2 separate regions of the Arabidopsis thaliana genome follow, and region 2 is linked to region 1. Evidence: chromatin contacts called from public capture Hi-C data. All regions are on one chromosome and are shown on one strand. Each heading gives the region's core, a stretch centred on a gene start, on an enhancer-like site or on the middle of the called end of the contact. The rest is flanking DNA. Distances are from core to core; before and after follow the strand shown.

Evidence for each region. Capture Hi-C pulls out chosen DNA fragments and counts their contacts.
Region 2: a contact with region 1 is called in a capture Hi-C map of seedling, with 3 times the contacts expected there. The contact joins the promoter of RPA1A here to the promoter of OPR3 in region 1. A contact is called at or near these places in 4 of 26 Hi-C or Micro-C datasets (root, rosette leaf, seedling and 1 more) and 1 of 3 other capture datasets (seedling).

The regions. Positions count from the first base shown.
Region 1 is chr2:2,356,593-2,364,451 of TAIR10.1, reverse strand. It overlaps OPR3 (oxophytodienoate-reductase 3), which reads left to right and starts at 2,077. Exons shown (of 5, transcript NM_126619.4): 1 at 2,077-2,325; 2 at 2,469-2,557; 3 at 2,634-2,774; 4 at 4,174-4,304; 5 at 4,386-5,338. The coding sequence starts at 2,481. The coding sequence ends at 5,212. It also overlaps the pseudogene AT2G06045 and the pseudogene AT2G06060.
Region 2 is chr2:2,579,876-2,587,613 of TAIR10.1, reverse strand. It overlaps RPA1A (replication protein A 1A), which reads right to left and starts at 2,630. Exons shown (of 3, transcript NM_126648.4): 1 at 2,520-2,630; 2 at 2,128-2,431; 3 at 1-1,663. The coding sequence starts at 2,399. The coding sequence ends at 13. AT2G06500 (hAT family dimerization domain-containing protein) reads left to right here and starts at 4,391. Exons shown (of 5, transcript NM_126647.1): 1 at 4,391-4,434; 2 at 4,464-4,660; 3 at 4,956-5,637; 4 at 5,845-6,011; 5 at 6,238-6,896. The coding sequence starts at 4,391. The coding sequence ends at 6,896.

The DNA.
Region 1 (7,859 bases), core at 828-3,327:
AGGCGTGACTTGCACGTTATTTCTCCAAAGCAACCAAATTCTTCCTAGTCTATATTCTTCATAATTGCATATAAAAGACCATTCTCTAAAAACTGACTTTGTAATCTTGTATACCTTTCTTTCTTTTACTTTTGTTTCTATTAAAAAATCAAAATCAAACTTCCCCCTATTCATCCAATCCCTTACAACATCATGCTTACCTCTTTTATTAAAATATCTAATGTTCCAGAAGAAACCAGACATTAAGAATGTTGTGGAGGTTTACTTGTCTTCAAGTAGTTAGGATTTATTATCCTAGAATTGTGCATGTTTTTGTTGACAAAAATTCGTGACCATCCTTTGAATACATGTTCGATTGATTACATCCTCAGCGTGACAAATCCAAATTCACAATAAATCATATAAGCAATACAGCTTTTCGATTACATCTTAAACCACCTTAGTGAGGTTCTATAACTAAAATGGTTGAATTATATTAAACTAAACAAACAATGTTTTCTAAAAATGGTATGCCCAAAAATGGTTTACGAAAAATAGACTCAAAAATACAAATGTCATTGGCGAAAAATAAATGACAATTAATGAATATACAAATAATAGATAAAAAGCAAAATGAAATAAATTTTCAATGTTTCATTTAGTTAAAGATAGTGTATCTTGAAGATCATAACGTATTTTAGATTATGTACCTGATTTATAAGTGGCTTATAAATCACCTACCATTTTACCAGTAACCGATCTAATCTACACACAAATATCATCTTTTACTCTTATAAGATTTTAACCATATTTTTAGATCTCATAAGAATCAATGCAATTTCATATAAAACATCAAAATAATTCTATAAATTAAAATTTTCTCAAGATAATATTTAATTTTATTTATAAATCTCTTAATTAGCCATCTTTCTACATTTATCAAAAGATATTAGCTATCTGTTCTCATAGGCAATATGATAAAAAAAAAAACTTTTTCCAAGTTAGGGGCACAAAAAGAGTTTCCCTGGGACTTGGGCTGAGAATAATGAAGTGGCTGGGAAATGATTAGTTAAGGATGGCTTGATGAATTCTCAATATTCTGTTGAGGGAACAAAATATACTAGGAAGGATGCAAGTCCAGTTTGGTCTAAACCATTGTACGAACCAAAAACAATCAATAAAGTAACTCAGGGCTCACAAATGGTCGATAATATTTCTAAAGTTTCAGTTCTAGAGGATGAGCAAAAGGATTTGATGATGGGAGATGTACTAGAGGTACAAGACAAGAGTCTCACTGAAGGGTTGAATTTCAGATATTTTAAATCACGTTTGGAGTAACAAAAAACAAATGTGAGAAGGAGCTCAATTAGCTCCAACTGAATCTAGTGTTATTAGGGATACTTTGGAAACTCCAATTCAATCTTTAAGATGTAGGATTGATGAATTCATGGAAATCGGCAGATCCATCTATGAATTTAGTATGGTGGTGTTTCCTAGGAATTGACAATACAATTTTACTTGGTGCAAAGTGTCTTCGGAGGTGTCCCTTTCTTTTTCACTCGGAATTGGAAGTTTTAATATTGGCAATAAAAAATATCCTTTCAAGAAGGATAAAGTGTCAGGCATTTGAAACAGATAATTATTCAGAGTAAGTTTTGATGGTACAGTCCCCTGAAGAATGACTCGCTTTCTCTAATTTTTTAGAAGATCTTGAATTGCTATGTGTCTCCTTTTCTTGCTTTCTTCTATTTCATGTTTATGTAATACTAAGGCAAACTATTTAGCACAATATTCTAAACTTTTATTTTCTGAAGTTATTTTTTAAACCCTTTCCCTCCTAATTGGACAACCAATCATGGAATTAGTTTTTACGTAATGTTTTAAACTCACTATTTCACCTTTATTCTGACCTGTTAATGGAAGACAACTATGACTTTATACATTGAAATGTTGTCAACCTGTTATATATTAATGTTAACATAGCTAATGACCTATCAATGTACGTAAAGCGAATGTCAATCATATTCGTATCCGTTAATTTCATTTAGGAAATCAGGCTCATTGCCAATCCACTAAGAAACATCTCTGATAGATCCAAATAATAAAAATAATATAATATGAAGCAAAATAGAACGAAATATCTCACGCGGACCAAACTTTGAACTTTATTATAAAACAAATCAGCACGTGAAAGTAATGGTCGGTTCGGTCCAAGATGCCAAGAACTCCTCCGGTCCATCCATCAACCTAACCTTTTTTGGATATAAAATTTAGCAAATTCCATTTCCACGACCACACAACAACAACACATCCACTCGAATTTTCTATTTCCGAATAACAAAACCGGTAAACTCATCACAAACTTAAGTTACTTTGTAGTTTGTGTTTTGTCCTTTTATGTAATGAAGAAGATCCAACTAACTACTACTCAATATTTTTGTATTGACCGTTGATTTCTCAGATCTGACTTTTACTTCTCCTTCTTCCAGATCGGCGGAGACATGACGGCGGCACAAGGGAACTCTAACGAGACTCTGTTTTCTTCTTACAAGATGGGAAGATTCGATCTCTCTCATCGGTGAGTTTCAGCTAGATTAATGATCTTGAGTGGTTTTTGTATGACGTGTAGTCTCATATCGCGTTTGCGTTTTCAGAGTGGTTCTGGCGCCGATGACGCGGTGCAGGGCGTTGAACGGAGTACCAAACGCGGCGTTGGCAGAGTATTATGCTCAACGGACCACTCCCGGCGGTTTTCTCATCTCCGAAGGCACCATGGTCTCTCCCGGATCCGCAGGGTATTCTCGTCATTTTACTTACTTCTTTCTTTCTTTTTTAAGACCAAAAGTAAAAACTACGATGAGATGACGTCAACTAACTGTACTGTTTAATAAACGGCTTTTGTCGTTAGGAAAACAATCTGATTTTCATTAAAATATCAAATCAACTCATATTAGTACTATTATTTATACATAATTTTGGTTTTATCAAATTAGTATTATTGCGGCTTAGATGTTCTGTCCAAGGGTCCAATTTTTTTTATTATTTTTTTTCATACAAAAAAAATAAAATAGCCACTAATTTAAAATATATATCTTAAAAACTCCACTTTAGTTATAAAAAACTATGTGAAAGATCTAAGTTTTTTTAAATAACATTTCTATAACTAAAAACCACAAATTTTGAAAACAAATTAACAATATTTATTTCAATGATAATAATAGACCAAATTTTTTTTTTTTATTCAAGGACACTTAATTTTTTTGGGTCTGGTGTGGCACCAGGTCTCGCCAATATTTGAGCCGGCCATGTTGCTTAAGAACAATAAGAAACCTACTATTAGTCTTTTATTAGTTTTTTTTGTGTGACTGTGTGTGTCTCTACTATTGTTAGTATTAGAATTGAAAAGAACAATGTAAAAACAGTATATGTATTATTACTGCCCTATTAGTCTTTTATTAAATAAAGGTTGATTATTAGGTTAGACATTCTACATTTAAAATAAAAGGAATCTCTTTAAGATATACTCCATCTGTTCTTTTTTTTTTGATTTTCTAGAAAAAAAATTTGTTTCAAAAAGATTGAAAAAAAATTGTTTCAAAAAAATTAATTTTTAAGGTTTTTTATGCAATATTTATTAGTTATTATTGATGAGTTGTAAACTTTAATAAAAATGATTGAATACCATTGGTTTAAAGTTATAGGAAATTTTAAAACACAAAAATAATACAATTAAAATCAACTTTAATATATTTATCTTAATATATGTGTTTTTTCTAAACAATCAAACAAAAAGGAATAGAGAAAGTATAAAATAGTTTTGAATTAGAAATGATTTATGGTGACTAAATTTAATAGAAATATGGTTTTTGCTTATCTCACTTTAAAAGTTTTTTTTTTTTTTTTGACATACCGGAGAAAGTTTAAAGGATCCGATTTATCATTGTTTCACTAAAAAGAATCGACTGCATTTTGAGTTGTTTTGTCTTGTCATTATAAGGAATGTGGGTGACAGGACCCACCAATAATAGTTTAGTGGCGTGATAAGAATAGAGAGGTTTAGATTTTATCAGCCACATTCAAAGAAAAGGCAAATAAAAAGAATCATGAAATAAAGAAAGACTTGTAATGAATATTCTTTACAAGTCTTGTAATGTTGTTGTAAGGAGTGAAACTAATATAAAGAAAGTTTTGCAGGTTCCCACATGTGCCTGGAATCTATTCAGATGAACAAGTAGAAGCATGGAAGCAAGTTGTGGAAGCAGTTCACGCTAAGGGAGGTTTCATCTTTTGTCAATTATGGCATGTTGGACGTGCTTCTCATGCAGGTTTATATGTCTCCTCATTATCCACTCGTAAATCTTATAAAGGACTTGGAAACTTTATAACATTTTTGAGTCTTTGTATAGTGTATCAACCTAATGGAGGATCACCAATATCGTCAACGAACAAACCAATCTCGGAAAACAGGTGGCGAGTTTTGTTGCCCGATGGTTCCCACGTGAAGTACCCGAAACCTCGGGCTTTAGAAGCTTCCGAGATACCTCGGGTGGTGGAGGATTATTGCCTTTCTGCTTTGAATGCGATTCGAGCTGGTTTCGATGGGATTGAGATCCACGGGGCGCATGGTTACCTTATTGATCAGTTTTTGAAAGATGGGATCAATGACCGTACTGACCAATACGGAGGATCCATTGCAAACCGTTGTAGATTCTTGAAACAAGTAGTGGAAGGTGTAGTTTCAGCCATAGGAGCTAGTAAAGTTGGTGTGAGGGTATCTCCGGCTATAGATCACTTGGACGCAACTGATTCTGACCCACTATCACTCGGGCTAGCCGTGGTTGGCATGCTCAATAAGTTACAAGGTGTTAATGGCTCAAAGCTCGCTTACCTTCACGTTACACAACCTCGCTACCACGCCTACGGGCAAACAGAGTCTGGAAGGCAAGGGAGTGATGAGGAAGAAGCTAAGCTAATGAAGAGCTTGAGGATGGCTTATAATGGAACCTTTATGTCTAGTGGAGGATTCAATAAGGAACTAGGTATGCAAGCTGTTCAACAAGGTGATGCTGATTTGGTTTCATATGGCAGACTGTTTATCGCAAACCCGGATTTGGTTTCGCGGTTCAAGATTGATGGAGAGTTGAATAAATATAATCGGAAGACGTTTTACACTCAAGATCCAGTTGTTGGCTACACGGATTATCCTTTCTTGGCTCCTTTTTCCCGCCTCTGAGTTTGATAATCGAGGAGAAAATGTATTGACAATACATTGATATGTAAAATGACAATGTTATTGTTATCCACTTAATATTTAGTCATGTATCTTGTTGTTTATCTAGTTAAAATCTTCATGGCATTACTCAAGGTTTTTTGTTAATGGTGTAGTGATAAGACCGAAAGAATAGCACCATCTGTTCCATTAGAAAGTGTGGAAACCGGTTTAGCATCCGCCATTAGAAAGTGTGATAAGATCTGTGACGTATTTCATTTGAGTGAGATGAAGTCAAGGAGGTGTCCGAGTAGCTTCCATACCAAGGAAGTAAGAGAGCTCTCCAAGATCTTTTAGAGAGAACTTGGATGCCAGAAGATCAGTGACCCGAGTAATGGCTTGTAGAGAGGTGCCGGTGATGACAATGTCGTCAACATAGACTAGAATGTCGATGAACGCAGAACCCATGTTGAGAACAAATAGAGATGCGTCGGCAAGCAAATTTTTAAAAAAAAATCATGAAAAAAAAGAAGTCGCTTTATTTTGGTACATATTTCTGTAAAAGTAAATTGTATATCACATCGACACGGCTTCTCGTTACTCATGAAAGAGGCAGAAGCAGGAAATTTTCAATTGGATACAATGCTGATTCTTTTGAAGCTGGCAGCTAAGAGCACTCTAAGAGCATCTCCATTGGGAGTCGTAATTAAGGATTCCTTTCAATTTTATAATATTAAATTTTGAACAAATTAAAGTTTAAAGTTTTTGTTGAATCTTTATAATTTTCATTGTCCAGTAGTGGAGTTTTTAAATGAGTTTAATATATATATATATATATTATATATCTATAATATTATAATTTTTTTATTTCAAAAAACATAATAATTATTTGAAATATTAAAATTGTAAACATACATAACATAAAAACAAAACAAAAATATATAAATGAAAACCTTGAAAGACGATAAGAATTAAGCTTGATTCGGACTAAATGTTTGCCATATATGTTCAACTAAATCAGCTTTCAATTATTCATGTTTAATCCAATCACGAAGTCGGGTTGAGTAATCCTTAAAAAGTTTTAATAATAAAGTTTGGTAAATTTGAAGTTTAGAGTTTTGTTGAGTATTTACAATTTTTATTATCCAATGGTGGAGTCATTAAGTGAGTTTCTGTGATAAAACATAATAATTATTAGAATCTTAACTTATAAACATACATACAAATATTTAAAACAAAAAGCAAATAAAAAACTCGAATAAGCTTGACTCAGTAATATTTTTGTCATATATGCTTAACCAATTTGAAATTTGAAACAAAGAGAGGTTGAAGAATAAGAGAGTTTCGTAGTGTTGTGAGAGAAAGAGAGAGATTTGAGATTTTATAAAAAAAATTACTTTGATAATAATTATGAGAAAAAAATAAAAATTCGAACCAATCAAAAAGCGACATGTCAGAGTTTCTTAACAATCCCTAAACACCTTATTTTAGGATCAATCCTTAACATTAACATGAGTTTTGATTTATTTTTTGAGCTTTATTCTTAAGAATTTCATCTAAGAAACCCTTAAGAAACACCAATGGAGATGGTTTTATCTCTATTGTTTTAATCATTTAAGTATATTTAGTTATTTATTTATATTGTTAATTACAAATAAAAAAATTGACCAATTGCATTTTTCCACATCTCATGTGGGTTTCTCGTCACACTGAAGCAAAGTTTTTTTTAGACCGTATTTCTCTCTTTCTTCTTCTCTCTCTTACTTTTTCAATTAATTTTTATTATTTTATTTTTAAGGGACTCATTTAGAATCACCGTTAAGAAAGTTATTGACGGCGAATTTGGTTCCCTCAATTAGAATGCCACGATACAAAATCCAGTAACCACATTCTCTTTCCCAACTCCCCACTTTCTCGATTTCTCTTCCCGATTACATTCTTCTTCTTCCATGATTCGTACCGCCTCACTCTCTCCATATCTTATGGGCTCGATTCTCTCTTCATCGATTTTAAGAACTGAAACAACTCATCGCGACTAGTAAAAACCCTCTGCAGAGCGAGATCGAGTAACTCATTCAAAGTAAGAGATCTGGAGGAAGAAAGTAGCAACCTCTTTAGATCTGGCAGGCGGCTATGGGCGGGGTCTTTCGGGTGAGACGGTCTTTCATCGAACTGTTAGGATCTGATCATTTTTTCTTTTTGCATAATGTTAAGATCTAAATCTTTTGTTCCTAACTTAAAACTTAATCTTAAAACTACAAAACGGTTGTGATCTTTTGCAACACAACTAAACATTTCGTAGGCTTGAGGGCAAAGAGTCCAAAACCAAGAGAAATAATACAAAAGGTGCATATTCCCTGAGTTGGGCTTCTCTCTAAAGACAATGAAACCGAAAATGAGTGTGAGAAATAGAGAGATTGTGAGATTTACAACAGTAGTGATAGGATAACAAACATGTGAAGAAGACGAGGAACAAAAGTATCATGTTAAGAAAGAAGATGCAAAAGGCGACTCCTTATGGCATCATTAGAAATATGAAATTCTTCTTCTAAATTTTGTTTGGATGTGTGCATATTTTGTCCATGTCATATAGCATATTTTCTAAGTTAATGTTATGCTACTTTGTTTGTTTTTTTCTAAAACAATCAAAGTTTTAAAGGTACCTTGAAAA
Region 2 (7,738 bases), core at 1,381-3,880, 220 kb before region 1:
CCTAGAACGAACTTACCTTACGAGCAAATCAAGCATGTATTTACTCTCGGATGTATAATTCACCTTATCAACCTTCACAACAGTCATCTTCACTCTTTGTTCATCCCCATACGATTCCTCTTTGATCTTCAGCTTCAACATGTACTGATGAAACAGTCTGTCTCTAACAATCTCTGCGAACTCTTCCTCCTTCTCCAATTCGTATTTCATTGCGTAAAGCTTCTTAGCCGGACATCCCATTATTTCTTCTCCTGTTTCTTGAAACGCGGTTATCCAAGTCAACCCAGTGTGGTCTTGAATCTGTACCTGAAGAAGGTATCTATAGTCGCATTCATCAGACTCTTGGTTGCACCGGTCACAGAGCCACCTGTTTGTTCCAGACCGTGTAACCTTCTTGTTGCATTGTTTATCCCCGATCATCAAAGGACAAGCTGTATAACAGAAGCTATCTGTTTTGATGAATGATATGGTTGCTTTCACAGTGATCCAGTCAGGCTTATCTGATCTTCCAAGACCTTCCTCTTTGATCTGAGAAACATTTTTCCTTATCTCGTTCCTGGAAACTCCTCCAGGCATAGTGTCCCTGGAGATGGAGAAGGAAGCAGTGTCTTTTCCCCCGTAATCGAACCAGGTCCGTAGTTTATGAGCTTCAGGGAAATCTGGATTTATGAAGAGCTGTGTTGAAGATATTGTCCCTACTGATTTCCCACTGAAGTCGCTTACTTTTCCAGCTTTTATTGCTAAAACCGGGTGAAAAGCTGAATCAACCATCTCTTCCAGTTGCCGACCATCTCGGTTACAGAATTCTCCCCAAAGTGTTACCTCTACAGCCTTTCCTGATTCATCCTTTAGATTCAGGATCCTCCTATGGGTTTCCATCCCGTTCTTTCTCAAGATTGGCACCGAGGGGTTCACAGAAGTCACCACACCAATGACATCGAGTATGGTATTGTTCTCAGCGTTCTCAATGTCACTTATTGGGCGGAAGGAGAATTGCTGCTTTGGTATGGAGCCATCTTCATCAGGGCAAAGCTCCACAGTCGATGTTGACTCCAAGAAAATTTCCCATTCATTCTTTAAGTGGTTGAAATTTTTCTGTGCAGGCTTCAAACTTCCCTTTGAAATCAAATATACCTTACCAACCTCAGTAACATCATAGAAACGGTCAACAAGAGCATTAAAGCACGTAACCCGAATCTCCCCTCCATCATAGTCAAGCAGATCAAACGAGAAAACCTTTCCATCTCCTTTTGCATTGTTATATCGTCTGATATCTCCTTTCGCAGTTACTCTAGCCTTAATAGCCCATCGACCTTGGTATGGATTGAGAGCAGCAATAGGGATGACTCGAGCTGGAGCCTCGTTCTTCATGATGGGTCCATGATTTCTGTAACTTGCAGGCGGTTGATATGAAGGTTGAACAGATGGCCTGAAGCTTGGAGTATTGTTGGCTTGATTTTGAATGTTTACACCCCTGGGAGGTGCTCTATTAACAGAATGCTGAACCATTGGTTCATTAAAAACAACCCTGTTCGGAGGCGGTATATTGCCCGTACCTGAAAATGTCTTCTGGGCTTCTGTATCTGTTTCTCCAAATATTGTAGGGTTCCCAATGGTTTCAGACTGTTGTACTATCGTCTCCATGTTCAGCACCACAATAAGCCTGTACACAGTATGAATAAATCCATAAGAAAATCACAATCAAAGAGAGCAAAACTCCTTCAAATATGTCATGTTCAACCAAAACAATTGTGTAACTATATTTTCCAACTCACACAATCAACAAAATCATCTCCATTATCATCCTAAATGTTGTCCTTAACATCTGCCTACCAACCATTAAATACCATGAACTACAAAGACAACAACACAAATCTTTCCCACTAGTACATGTTAACCAAAATCATTCATCAATACACGAAACCTCATTGAAAGGTCTCTACCAAAAGCGAAGCTATCATTGCTTCTGCAAACTCATTGTAACAAATGCCTTACACATACTAAACCAAATACATAGCCACGAATACTCAGAAACATTACTAAGCAACAAATCAGAGATCACTAGAAAACTAAGCAATTCAACACAACGAAAACTAGATCTAACCAGAGAGAAAATGGAAAAATTACTTGCGGCCTTTAACGTCGCTACAAATGTAATCAATCAGCTGAACGATAGATCCTTTCTCAAATTGTCCTGACTTGACTCGATCATTAAGCTGAACCGCGACCATAGCATGTTGAGCAGAAACACCATCTGAAATGAGGAAACGATACCTCTCCTGGCTTCTCTCTTGACTTCTTCCTATCATTTTGATTTCTAAAACCTGTAACAACGGCTTCAAATTCACGTCGCCGTCATGTATCGCCGTGATTGCGTTCGGAGTCAAACTCACCGGCATGATTGTGATTTTTTAGATCCCGGCGCGAAACCCTAGAAAAATTGAAAAAATCGATAAACCGGAGGAGGAGTTAGGAAATATTCTATGGAGAAATAGAGCGTGAGGAAGACGAGATTTGACCTAGACGGTGGTGGTGGTGGTGACTGTTAGGAGATTCCTCCGAAAGCTTTGCTGAATTTTGCGGGAGAAGCTTAAAAGATGTTGTTTTGGGTCGCAAAACAGTTTATGGAGATTTTTCAATTTTGAAATTTTTTGGTTGATATTTCAGTGTAAAACTACTAATTTACCCTCGACTCGTAACTGTGAACGACTTGGATTAAATTCTCGAAAGAGAGAAAGACTATAGAACCCCTTAGAACATCCTTATTGGTAAGCTCAGACTAGTTCTTATGTTAATTAGATTAGAAATTTAATGTTTTAATTGATTTCTTTGGTAAGAATTGCTCTTATATAAGAGCAAAAATTAAATCTAAGAGCTAGACATGTGTCAAGTTTTTATTGGGTGAGTGTAAAATATTAACTACATTGTTAAATGTTTTCAAAATTTATGTTGTAATCATTATTAAAGTCTTTAAAATTAAAATGTTTTTATTTTTAAATATTTTTTTTTCTTCTTAAGAACTCAAAGCTAAGAACTCACCATTGCATATTACCAAAATTATAATTTCTTAACCAAACTCTTAACATAAAAGATTTCAAAATTAATTATATATATACCTATGAACTACCCTAAGAATAATCTAAGCAATCCCCAATAATGATGCTCTTAGAGCATCCACAATGGGAGGCTATTAGCAATGACTCTTAGCAATATTTTTATTAATTGATATTGAAAATTTGTAGTTAAGAGTTTGGTAAGAGTTTTAATTTTTGGCATGATTAATAGTAGTATATTAATTTGGGGTTTTTAAAAAAAAGAAAAAAATTAGATTCAAAACCAACAAATTAATTAGCTCAACAAATGTTTAATCACTATAAAATATCAAGAATCTCTCAAAAGAATCTCTCAATAGAATGAGATTTCGAATGAACAACATGTTATACCTTCTCAAATTACTCAAGAACAGACTTAGCAACTTCTCACTTTTGTTCAAAAGAGCATCTAGCGTCATCATTGGCACCAAAGCTCTAACCACTATGTTTAAAAAAAAAAAACATACAAGAACAAATCAAGAATCGTAAACAGAGCTAATTCTTCAACAACAACAAAAATATCAAGAAAGAAGCAAAAAGTTACCATTAAACACATAAGCTTGGATCTGCTCTCTAGGGTTTTGAAGCTCATAAAACACATCATCTGTACTAGCTTTCACTACACAACAACAACAAGAACCAAAAAAACTAATTTACATGAATCTCACCACATATTAACCAAAATTCCAAAAGGATGAAAAAGAATAAGTGATCATGAACCTTAGTTTTGATTTCAATTTTGGTTACAGCTGACAGAGTCGACTGCAAAAAAGGAACAAATTGAAAAGACTACATGATGAAAACAAAATCGATGAAAAACAAAACCAAATATGATCGTCAATAATCAAAAAGGTAAACAAAAAAGAAACAGAACCCAAGTAATTTATTAGATTAGCCAATTCATAGACACAATTTTGATAACAAGCTAAAACCTGGCAATTATCAAACAAATCAAGTTATCATCAGAAATTTTGAAATTACCAACCAACCAACCATATGAGAAATAGATTGAGACAATCATGCAGGGCCGGCCCGTGACGTAAGCGATATAAGCGGTGGCTTAGGGCCCAAAAATTTTAAAGTCCAACGAGGCTTAATTAAAAGAGAGTTGAGAAGAAAAAATCTGATTTTCAACCCAAGACTTCTAAAGCCCATCAACCAATTCTCTTATTCTAGGTTTCCTCCATTAAAAATCTGATTAATTCCATCTGCCGTGAAGAAGCAAGCGACCGACGTACGTTAGAGCGTTGAGTTGAGACTTTGAACGATGCCTCCTTTAGGGATCAAAAAGGAACCTCATGGATGTGATAAAAGAAAATTGCAAAAGAGACGAGAAGAGTTGGTAAGATCACAGGCTAATTCTCTTCTTAGGTACATGAAAAAACCTGAAAATCCTACAATTTCTGAAGTCATTAATTCTGATGGAAACAATAACCAACAAGAACGAGCTGATGAAGTGGATCCAGAGAATAAAGTGGACAATTTGGATGAAGTGGTTCAAGTGGATGAGAATGAATTTGAGAATAAACAACAAGAACAAGCTGAAGTTGTCTTTGAAAAGAAGAAAAGTCGATAGAATGAAGACATTCCTTCCAATATTTCTTATCCGGCGAATTGGGATAACATGAATTTGAGATTAAGAGTTTTAATAGTTGAAAAAGATCCAGTGGCAAGGTTATCAACTAGTCATCGTTTTGCTAAAGATGGAATTGGAAGACATTTCTCTCACGGATTCTACTGATTTATGATAGAAAAATGGAGAGAAACATGATAGAAAGTGGCTGATTTACTCAAAAACATTAGATAAAGTCTTTTGTTTTTGCTGTAAATTGTTTAGACATGACAAGAGTTGTGGTTACTTAGCAACTAGTGTGTACAATGATTGGAGAAATCTTTCGAAGCGACTCGAAGAACATGAAGGCAGCCATGACCACATTATTTGTATGACTCGTTGGACTGAGTTAGAGTCTAGACTACAGAACAAAACAACGATTGATAAGTATGTCCAACAAGAAATAAACAAAGAAAAGATTCATTGGAGGGAAGTACTAGTGAGGATCATTGCATTAGTGAAGACTCTCGCTAAAAATAACTTAGCATTTAGAGGAGAAAATAAAAAGATTGGTGAAGACAGAAATGGGAATTTTTTGAGTTTTATTGAGATGATTGCAGAGTTTGATGTAGTGATGAGAGAGCATATCAGAAAAATTGGTGCAGGTGAGATATATTCTCATTATCTAAGTCCCAAGATTCAAAATGAGTTGATAAGTATGCTGGCCCAAGAGATTAGACTTATGATCATGAAGACGATTCGTGCTTCAAAGTACTTCTCCATAATTCTTGATTGTACTCCAGATATTAGTCATAAAGAACAGATGACTATTCTCATTCGATGTGTGGATATTTCTTCAACACCAATTAAGGTTGAAGAATTCTTTTTGAAATTTTTGGAAGTCAATGATAAAACAGGTGAAGGGCTGTTCTCTACGATTCAAGAAGTACTAATTGATATGGAGTTAGAGATTGATGATGTGAGAGGACATGGGTATGACAACGGGTCTAATATGAAAGGAAAAAACAAAGGAGTGCAAAGAAGATTGCTGGAAATTAATCCAAGAGCATTTTACACACCATGTGGTTGTCATAGCCCCAACCTTGTGCTTTGTGATATAGCATCTTCTTCTACAAAGGCAGTGTCTTTTTTTGGGATTATACAGCGGTTATACTGTTTGTTTTCATCTTCAACAAACAGGTGGGATATATTTAAAGAGATGGTAAAAGGTTTAACACTTAAATCCTTATCTCAAACTCGTTGGGAGAGTCATCTCGAAAGTGTCAAAGCAATACGGTTTCAGACTCCTGAAATCAGAGATGCTTTACTTTACTTGGCAGAAAAGACCGACGATCCAAAAACACGAAGTGATGCTGAATAGAAACACATGGTATTGGAGGGTTTGAGTTTCTTTTTGGTATGATTATTTGGTATGACTTCTAACTGTTGTCAACAGAGTGAGCAAGACTTTACAAGCTGATGACATTGATATTGATGTTGCTATTCTTGAGCTGAAAGGATTAGTTTCATACTTACAAAAATATAGAGAGACATGATTTGAGAAAGCAAAGTCTGAGGCTATACGAATTGCAGAGGCTATGGATATAGAAGCTGAATTTCCTGTGAAAAAGAAGAAGATCATTAGAAGAAAGAAGCATTTTGATCATGGGAATATGAAATTGTCAACAGAGGAGGATTTCAGAATTAATTACTTCCTTACACTCATAGATCAAGCTCTAATTTCTCTTGAGTCAAGGTTTGAGCAATTCCAAAGGTATGAACAAACTTTTGGATTTTTGTTTGATTTACAAAAATTGACATATGCAAATGATGAAAACTTGATGGCATCATGTGTGAATCTTGAATCATCCCTTAAGCATGGTGAGCATTCTGATATAGATGGGGCTGACTTGTTTATGGAACTAAAAGTTCTACGAGAAGTGCTACCAAATGAAGTTACGAAACCTATTAAAGTGTTGGATTTTTTGAAAAGAGTGGAGGGTTGTTATCCTAACACATGGATTTCGTTTCGGATATTATTGACTATTCTAGTGTCAGTTGCTTCAGCCGAAAGAAGTTTTTCTAAGCTTAAGTTGATCAAGAATTATTTGAGGTCCACCATGTCACAGGATAGGCTCAATGGGTTAGCCATATTATCAATTGAGAGAGCAATGCTTGAAAAGATTGATTATGCGACTGTGATGGATGACTTTGCAGGGAAAAATGCAAGCAGGATCATATTTACTCAGTAGTGTTTGCTTAAAACTTATGTATCCTCTCTTATGTCTTTTGGTTTTTGTTGGTTTTGATACTTCTGTTCTGTTTTTAATACTTTTGTTCTGTTTTTTGATACTTTTGTTCTGTTTTGATACCTCTGTTTGCTTTTAAAGCTTTATGTTTTATTTTTTTGAACCAAAAAGCAACTGTGATGAGTGAAAAAAGTTATAAAGGTGGGGCAAAAAAAAAATTTTGGCTTAGGGTCGTAGTATACGTCGGACCGGCCCTGCAATCATGAAATATCAAATTTTACTATGAAATAATAATTTTGAAATAAACCTTAGAACCAAATCCTAGCATCGAAAACCATAAATCTCCAAAGAGATTCATAGTAAATTATTAATCACAATCAAACTCATCTTGTTACTAAACAATTTTGAATAAAAAAAAATGAACTGAGAAACAATAAAACTTACCATCTTGTTCAATCGAGATTGATAAATCGATCTTCCTAGTCTTCTCCTCTGTTTAACAAACCGACTTTCCTCCAAACCGAACAAACCGACCCGAATAACCCGGTTTAGCCGAACTCCCAGGGCTAGATGCCGCCGTCGTTATTTGTCGTCAGATGATTCAGGAAATAAAGAGAGACTTTTTCCTCCCTTTTTTTTCAACAAATCACCCACATGATTGCCACGTCACCACCTCTTAGTATTGTTTGTGCCTCTTATATAAGAGGGCCTCTTAAATTTTATCCCAATTTGCCATTTAATTTTAATCACAAAAAAAAACTAAGAACCCCCTAAAAGACCTGCGTTGAGGATGGTCTTAAAATTTGACTTTATTACCAACCTAACCAAATAAAATGGATAAAAAA